Linked DNA regions of Macaca mulatta: region 2 is linked to region 1. Evidence: chromatin contacts called from public Hi-C data. All regions are on one chromosome and are shown on one strand. The core of a region is the stretch at or near the end of the contact, and the rest is flanking DNA. Distances in the headings are between cores, read along the strand shown. Region 1 has its middle 110 kb from the start of ATF7IP. Region 2 holds the start of ATF7IP (activating transcription factor 7 interacting protein).

What was found. Hi-C and Micro-C count contacts between places; a contact is called where the count stands out from the background.
Region 2: a Hi-C map of fetal cortex germinal zone shows a contact between it and region 1, with 3 times the contacts expected there. The contact joins the promoter of ATF7IP here to the enhancer-like site in region 1. A contact is called at or near these places in 6 of 14 Hi-C or Micro-C datasets (CD4 T cells, blood, cortical neurons and 3 more).

The regions. Positions count from the first base shown.
Region 1 is chr11:16,702,542-16,706,475 of T2T-MMU8v2.0, reverse strand. No RefSeq gene overlaps it. Among named protein-coding and RNA genes, the nearest start is that of ATF7IP, 110 kb to the left of the region's middle. Within about 2 kb of position 2,300, at least 34 of the 40 cell types and tissues checked have an H3K27ac peak or open chromatin away from gene starts, as enhancers often do. A contact at or near this core is called in CD4 T cells, blood, fetal cortex germinal zone and 2 more, where this site is marked.
Region 2 is chr11:16,812,096-16,816,029 of T2T-MMU8v2.0, reverse strand. ATF7IP (activating transcription factor 7 interacting protein) reads right to left here and starts at 2,009. Exons shown (of 15, transcript XM_015151191.3): 1 at 1,858-2,009.

The sequences.
Region 1 (3,934 bases), core at 1,051-3,550:
TTCTGGAAAGCAGGCTGGGTTGCCATGGTGACGGCTCCCGGGGCCTCGCCCTGCCCCTCTCCACCCCGCTTGCTTGTGTTGCCTGCTGGTACCCCGCCAGGCCCGATTTCAAATGTTCCTCCCCGCACAGCACGGAAATGGCAGGGAAATTCTAAACTCTTTTTCCCAGATGGCCTCTGAGGCCGAAAGGCAGGGAAAAAAAAAAAAAAAATCCCTGTCAGACTGTTCTGAATTGTCCTTGAAAAAAACAGTCATTAGATTGAAAGCTTGTTGAAGGCAGGAACCAACCATGTTCTCATCACTGAACCAATTCTTCCCCTCTCGCTATGACCATCTTCCCCCAGCCGGAAGTAGGCTGACACGTAGTAAGATCTGAAAAAGGGTTTATAACCCGTTGCCAGTGAGGTGGCGGGTATAGCATCAGCTTAGATGTATGGATTTTGGAGCCAGAATCTTTGCCTGCCACATTAGAGATGTGTAACGTGGTAAAGTACCAAATCATTCCAAACTTCATTTTCCTCATCTCTGAAATGGGGACATTAATTCCTAACTCGGAAATGTACGGTGTGTGTGTTATAATTTAAGATATGAAACACTCGGTACTGCCTGGTTTATAGTGAGCTCTCAGTATTATGGTTATTACTGTTTTTTTTTTAAATTTATTTTTGTTTTAATTTTTTTGAGATGGAGTCTCACTCTGTCGCCCAGGCTGGAGTGCTGTGGTGCAATCTCGGCTCACTGCAACCTCTGCCTCCCTGGTTCAAGCAATTCCCCTGCCTCAACCTCCCGAGTAGCTGGCATTACAGGCGAACACCATCACGCCCAGCTAGTTTTTGTATTTTTTTTAGTAGAGACGGGGTTTCACCATGTTGGCCAGACTGGTCTCAAACTCTTGACCTCAGGCAATCCGCCCGCCTTGAACTCCCAAAATTCTGGGATTACAGGCGTGAGCCACGGCACCCGGCGGTTATTACTGTTATCCTATCCAGCCTACTGCATCTTCATGTGGGGCAATTCATTGTCCCCTACCAAAAAAGAAACAAATCCTAAAAGAAAGACCTAGCAGAATCCCCAGCAGTCCAGGTTTAATAGTGAGTGAAATAGATGTAGAAGAGCTTCATGAGTTACTTACTTGTGTAATAAACATTAAATAGAAAATGTCAGCAACATGTTTCGTGTGTTTGATTTTCGCACATTAATAATGCAGAGTGGATTGTGTTCCAATTTTCCATCTATGTATCTATGGTAAAGGAATAAAATAGCATTTTCACATCTTTCAGCTGACCTTCTTCCTTTTCCCTTCCCCAGTCTCTTAGGAGTATTTCTGAAACCTACAGCCCTGCTTGTAATTGAGCCTGTGCATGGGAGAGCTGTAAGCTCCGTGCCCTGCCCCCCAGCTCGCACCAGGGCTGACTTCCAGTCAGAGAAGCCCTGGGTCTGGAGGCACTTAATTAGTGCCTCTGGAAGATTCTAAACATCTTTGGACACTTAGGGGAGAGGGAATTTACACACACACATTGTCCCACCAGGCCGACCTGGACTTTGTGTAGAACTCCTAGGAATTTTTGGTGGGGAAGGGCTGTACTGGTTCGGGAAGGTTCTGAGCCAAGCTTGGCCGCAGGCAGTGCACACCCTCCACAGCTGCAGGCCACAGTTCAGTCTACTAGACAGTGTTAGAGGAGCCATTTCAGGGTGGGACTGATCAGATCTTGGGAGCTTCTGGCACTTGGGGGAAGGGAGCGGAGGACAGGATTATCATTCCATTGTTACCTAATACTGCTGTGTCTCTCAGTTGAGAAAGGCATGTACGGCTTGTATGTATTTCTGGACGCAGGTGAAAAGAGAATGTTGACAGTATTGGGTATGGCTACTGCCATTTCATGCATAGGGCTGAAGGAGGTCTGATAATTACTTGTACAAGTGCCACTTGTATGTGGGGCGCTCCCACAAAGCCTATGTTCAGTGTATTTTGAGGTTGTGCAATAATGCAGCAAAGCTGTTGGAAAGGTGGTGTGAACTGCAGGGTGTGAAGTGCTGTTCCCTCTCCTTCAGACCCTCTCGCACATTTCCCCCCCTCCCCCCCACCAGGCACACACATTAAACTACGGGAGACACATAATCTTCCCCTCCCCCAACATTGCAGCCAGCTTTCTCTGAAAACTGATACCCTGAGGCCCTTTTTCCCTTACCAGCCGCAATTAGGAGCAGCAAGACAGAAAATGCGGACTGGATTATGGCACAGAGACAGTGCTGTGTGATTTCTCTTTCTGGAAGAGGCCACTGTCCATGCTCCAGGCCTTATATTTTATCTCACTTTGCCACTACAGGAAGCAGCTTTAGGCTCCAGCGAGTCCAGGCCAAATCCAGGTCTTTCTGTGAAGTCCATGCTGGATTTTCTGTTTCACCCTAGTGAAGTCTCTGCCGAGGCTGTTGTTCTCAATCCAGCTCAGAAACTGGCTCAAACCGCCCTGAACTGGATTTGGTGGCTGTTGAGACACAGTTTCTGCCTCTTTGTTAGGGCGGATCCGGCCTCATTCGCGCTTCAGTTTCCCTCCCTCCTGTTTTCCCAGAGTCATCTACAGCCATTCCCCTCCCCCGGCCTCTCCAGTTTGGCATTTCTTTTTTTTTACCCTTCCCTGGGCCAAGACCCCATAAAGCAGATTAAATTCTTTAATAAAAAAGTGGATTTAGATTGTAAACCTTCTGCTTTTATTACATTAAGTTCTGCTTTCCTCAAAGTTGTTATCTAACCAGTTGACATGGTGCCCTTAAAATCTTGGCTCGCATCCCAACCTAGAAATAACTTTAATTTTCACTCTGGATGGGAATAACTTTAAATTTCCCATCAAAGACTGAAGGGCTTTGGTGTAGTACATTGTTCATTTCCGTTTTGTAACCATATTTAAATTAAAACAATTTATTCATTCCTTTGCTGAGAAGTGACAAACATAGTATGTATAGAATTTTTAAAAGTCACCTATACTGGCTTGTCTATTGCAACTGTGCAATTCCTAGAGGAAGAACTAAAGGATTGGGATGTTTTTGGTTTTCGAACCTGTAATTGTAACCCTGAATCCGAGTCCATGAATTGTACAGTGACGAAGGCTGTTGGGGGAACGCATGGGGACAATTCCTGACAGAATGCCGGTGGACACAAAACTGGGAATGTGACGAAATAAGGAGGATACAACAGGCCTGGGCTTTTGCAAGTTCTCTTTATAGAAAATTTAAGCATTTCTTACGTTTTGGAACTAGATAGAGGTGACGGTTCCGTAACACTGTGAATGAGGTAAATGCCACTTAATTGCACCCTTTAAAAGGGCTAGTTTTATGTTATGCGGATTTTGCTTCAATAAAAAAAGGGGCTTTGTTTCAAGAATGTCTCATTTTCTTTTTGTGTTTTTTGAAAATTCAGAGAAGAGACAGATAATAAGCAACCCTAATCTGGGTGTGGCTTCGTTGGGAGCTTCACGACTCTCTGGTCTCCCTCTGCTGGCCAAACTGCGCAACATGTCACCATGTCCCAAGGCCTCTTGAGAATGTCTCAATTTTATGTCGAAGCACAAATGCAAGGCTACGTTACTAAGAATCACTCTCCAAACCTGGTTTCATGTTCATTTTATGTGTGCAATGTACTGAAAAAGGAATCACATGTTTTGCTTCGATGATGTTACATAGGATTAATTATATATTAACGATTTAAAATTTGCCCCAAAGTCTCAAAACAGAAACAAAACCGTTGTCATTTCCCCTGAGCTTAAAACTAGAGTGAAATTGCTCATTTAAGTGTTTAGTTTCAGTAGAGCATAAAGCCCTGGAAAAAAACCAATTACAACAGTAGATCTGGAAAAGCTAATTTTATACGCAGGAGGGGAGGAGTTGGCTTTGTCTAGTGAGTCAGTACGCTCAGAAGGATGTGGGTGCAGGTTTGGGC
Region 2 (3,934 bases), core at 760-3,259, 110 kb before region 1:
CCTTCAATATTAACCTAAGAAGCAATCATCTGTATATTCAAATGAAAACATACGCTTAAATATATACACCAAAGTATTTCATTTTTCTGGAAATGTAAGGTGTACCATGCCCTAAGATCAAAGTTCTTTTGTTAACCTAAACATTTATGTGTATTTTCTACTCTAAAATGCCTGAAATAGCATGTGGTAGAAAAGGGCTGCTAGGTAACCACCCCAGAAACATAAAAGGGAGAAAATTACACAACTGTCCTCTAAATATACTTTGTGTGTAGAAGACCTTAGAGATTCAGGAACTACATCAGGTCAAATATTCTGTTGAGAAAAAAAGAAGAATCTTTCCTAACTCCATTCTATCTCATATGTGACGTCATTTAAAAATCCACCAACCAAAAGTATTACTTTCAATTACATCTAGTTAATATTTACTAATGGCATTTGTTTTAGGCAATAAAAATTTCCCTAAATTAACAGAGATTATAAAGCAAAAGGCACGTCTTCATTTGACAGTAGACTGATTCAAACTTAGAGTTATAACCAACCAAGAAACCAGTTGTTGTATATATGAGCCACAGATGAAATCTACGGAAAACATTTGCATTTTTTTTTGCCTAGTAAGAAAGAATTTGCACAACGGGAGAATCATAACAAATCTTATATAACTTCCCCCAGATGTGTTACATAAGATTTAACTACAGTTGACACTACCATTTTAAACTAATCAGTAGCATATTTATAATTACTTTCCCTAAAAAAACTATTAATAAAACCAGGAACACACTTACAATTAAAAAATCAAACACAGCTGCATCTAACACACATGTATACAGCAGTGTTTAAAAGAACAGATTTTTTTTTATTAATGGTCCACTTTCCTCAAAGAGGCCTCAGGGTAATGGATGTTCTTTCTAGAATTCTTCATCAGAAAAATTTACCAAATAAATGTTATAGCTTACATATCATAGCAAACAAAAATGCTAAGAAAATGAGTTAATTTAAAAAGCAACAATTATCTAGCTGAAGCAGTAATGAACAAGTCACCTAAAGAACTTAAAACATGTAAAATCCAAATGCCCAGAAACATACAAACTGATCAAAATTAAAACTTCATTTACTTAGGATCAAATATTTAAAACCAAAATAATCCTCAGATTGGGATTTCATTTTCGATCACACTGTAATTTCTTCCACTATTCCCTTTCCCCCAATATTCCCAAAACTAAAGTTCTTTCTGTTTTGTAAACATTCCACACATTCATAACACAACAGGTAAAAATAGGGTTAAAAATGTATTTGCAAATATGCAGTCCAAATAAATGCACTTCCCGTGAGAACACCACTAGGTGCTGATCTTTACCACCCTAAATATAAACCTCAATCCAGCAATACTTTAAAACTGAAATTATAATCAAGAACCAAAAAAGACAATCAGTTTCACAGAAAATTAAGTCCACAGCTTCTCAAAAAATCGAAAAAACAGAGAAGAGCTTGAGGTCGGCCCAGGAGTACAACATTAGAGAAATGTTTTTCTTGAAAAATGTGAGATTTTAAGGGTAACACAAAGAAACCCCTCAAGAACGAGGAAAATTAAATCTAGAACCCAAATGGCGTCCAACAAGAACATTAGATCTCGAAAATGAATATTGCGCTTGCGCAGCCACCGCCCCGCCAGCTGCACAACTGCAGCTAGAGCCCGACCCCGCAAGATCACGTGCTCCCATGCAGCGCCGCCCGCAGCTCCGCAACCGCGCAGGCGCAAACACAACTCCCGCAGCCGCCATAATGCGGTCTTGACTCCTCAGAAATACAATAGTAATTTAAGAAACTGTGGTTTTAACAGCCCCTGGGATTCACATATACCTTTTGGGGCGGAAGCTGAGGGAGGGGGAACCAAGTTCCTTCCTACAGAGCCGTCCCGCGCAGCCGTCCCCGACGTTGCCGCCTCAGCTTTTCGCGCGCTTCAGTCTCCGCGCCGCCGCTGCCACCGCCGCCGCCTCCGCAGATTCAAAAACAAACCCGCTTCTCCCTTGCACGCGCCGGGGCCGTTATGCAAATTATTGTGGGCGGGGCTCCGGGCTCGTGATATGTACCCCGCCCACTGTGCTATCAGCCAATAAGCTCAAGGACTAGCCATTCCCCATGCAAATTCTGGTTTTTTATTTGAATGAGGGAAATTGGCCCCGCCTCCTGCGTGGAAAAGAGAAGGAAGCCCGAGGTGGTGGCGCTGCGTCTCTCGGTTGCAGTGTGAGGTGTGTTTTTTGAGTGGAGCTTCTTCAATCAATAAGTAGCACTTTGTGAGCGCCCTCTATGAGGCTTAGAAAAGAAAGAAGGAAGGAGGTAGGTGAGAGTTAAAGAGCAGAGGGAAAAATTTTCAAAAAAGCCAGGAGTATGTTGATTTATTCATCATTTATGTTTTAAATTCACAGAATGTACTTTGAATTGTATTAATAATGATGGAATGAAAAAAAAAACTTTTTTTTCAGTTGCTCGGTAACAGAGCAAGCACTTTTTATCATACTTTCTCACTAGAAGTTGTATTCATCCCATTCATTCAATTTCATGCTGGGAGTCGGCCTTTAATGAATTCCACAGGAAGTAGTGGACAAGTCGCTACCTTACTGGTTAAGAGATCTGGGTTCAAGTTCGACTACTGCAGCTTCCTTGCCAGTTCCTTGGAATAAGTGTGTTACTCAGTTTTCTCACCTGTATAATGGCAATGATGACTATAGTTGAACTAGTTTGGAAGCACTAAATGATAGAATAAATGTACATATGTTTTGGCCAGGTGCGGTGGCTCACGCCTGTAATTCCCAGCACTTTGGCAGGCCGAGGCGGGTGGATCACCTGAGGTCAGGAGGTCAAGACCAGCCTGGCCGACATAGTGAAACCCCGTCTCTACTAAAATTACAAAAATTAGCAGGGCATGGTGGCACGTGCTTGTAATCCCAGCTACTCGGGAGGCTGAGGCAGGAGAATTGCTTGAACTGTGAGGCTGAGATTGCAGTGAGCCCAGAGCTCACCACTGCACTCCAGCCTGGGCTACAGAGCCAGACTCCTTAAAAAAAAAAAAAAAGAATAAATGTGCATATGTTTTGCAAGCAAGAAGAGCCTGAAAATAATATTAGATGGTACCATGTGGGTTTTTTAAATGTAACTTCTCATTATATTAATGTATTAGTTCAGTATTTATTTAGCAATCACGGTGTTGTAGACCTGTTAGGTGCCTATCCTCAAGAAATCTGTACTCTAGTGGAGAAGACAGAAAAGTGAACAGGAAATTTTTGTAACTAATAAGAAATTAGAATAGGGTTGTTAATACTTATTTTTATAACTGGAACCGTTCAATTTACTTAAAATATAAGGTGGCCTTTAGAAATATCACCTAGGGCCAGGTGCGGTGGCTCATGCCTGTAATCCCACTTTGGGAGGCCGAGGCAGGCAGATCATGAGGTCAGGAGATCGAGACCATCCTGGCTAACATGGTGAAACCCTGCCTCTACTAAAAATACAAAAAAAAAAAAAAATTAGCCGGTTGTGGTGGCACGCGCCTGTAATCCCAGCTACTGGGGAGGCTGAAGCAGGAGAATCGCTTGAACCCGGGAGGTGGAGGTTGCAGTAAGCCGAGATCACTGCTCTCCAGCCTGGGCAACAGAGTGAGACTCCGTCTCAAAAAAAAAAAAAAAAAAAAGAAAGAAAAAAGAAATATCACCGAATCCAGACCTATAGAATTAAAAAAGCCTTCCTAGAAGAGGTCATCTCTATCATGATAAATGATTTAATTAATTTCTTGCCTAAAAGTTGGAGCTTATTGGGACAGCAATGAGGAATCATTTAAAAGGTTTTAAGTCAGAATATAACACAATTAAATTTGCATTGTTTAATCGCTAAATGTTGTAACGTCCTTAGCACAGTCCTTAGGATACACTCAATAAATTAT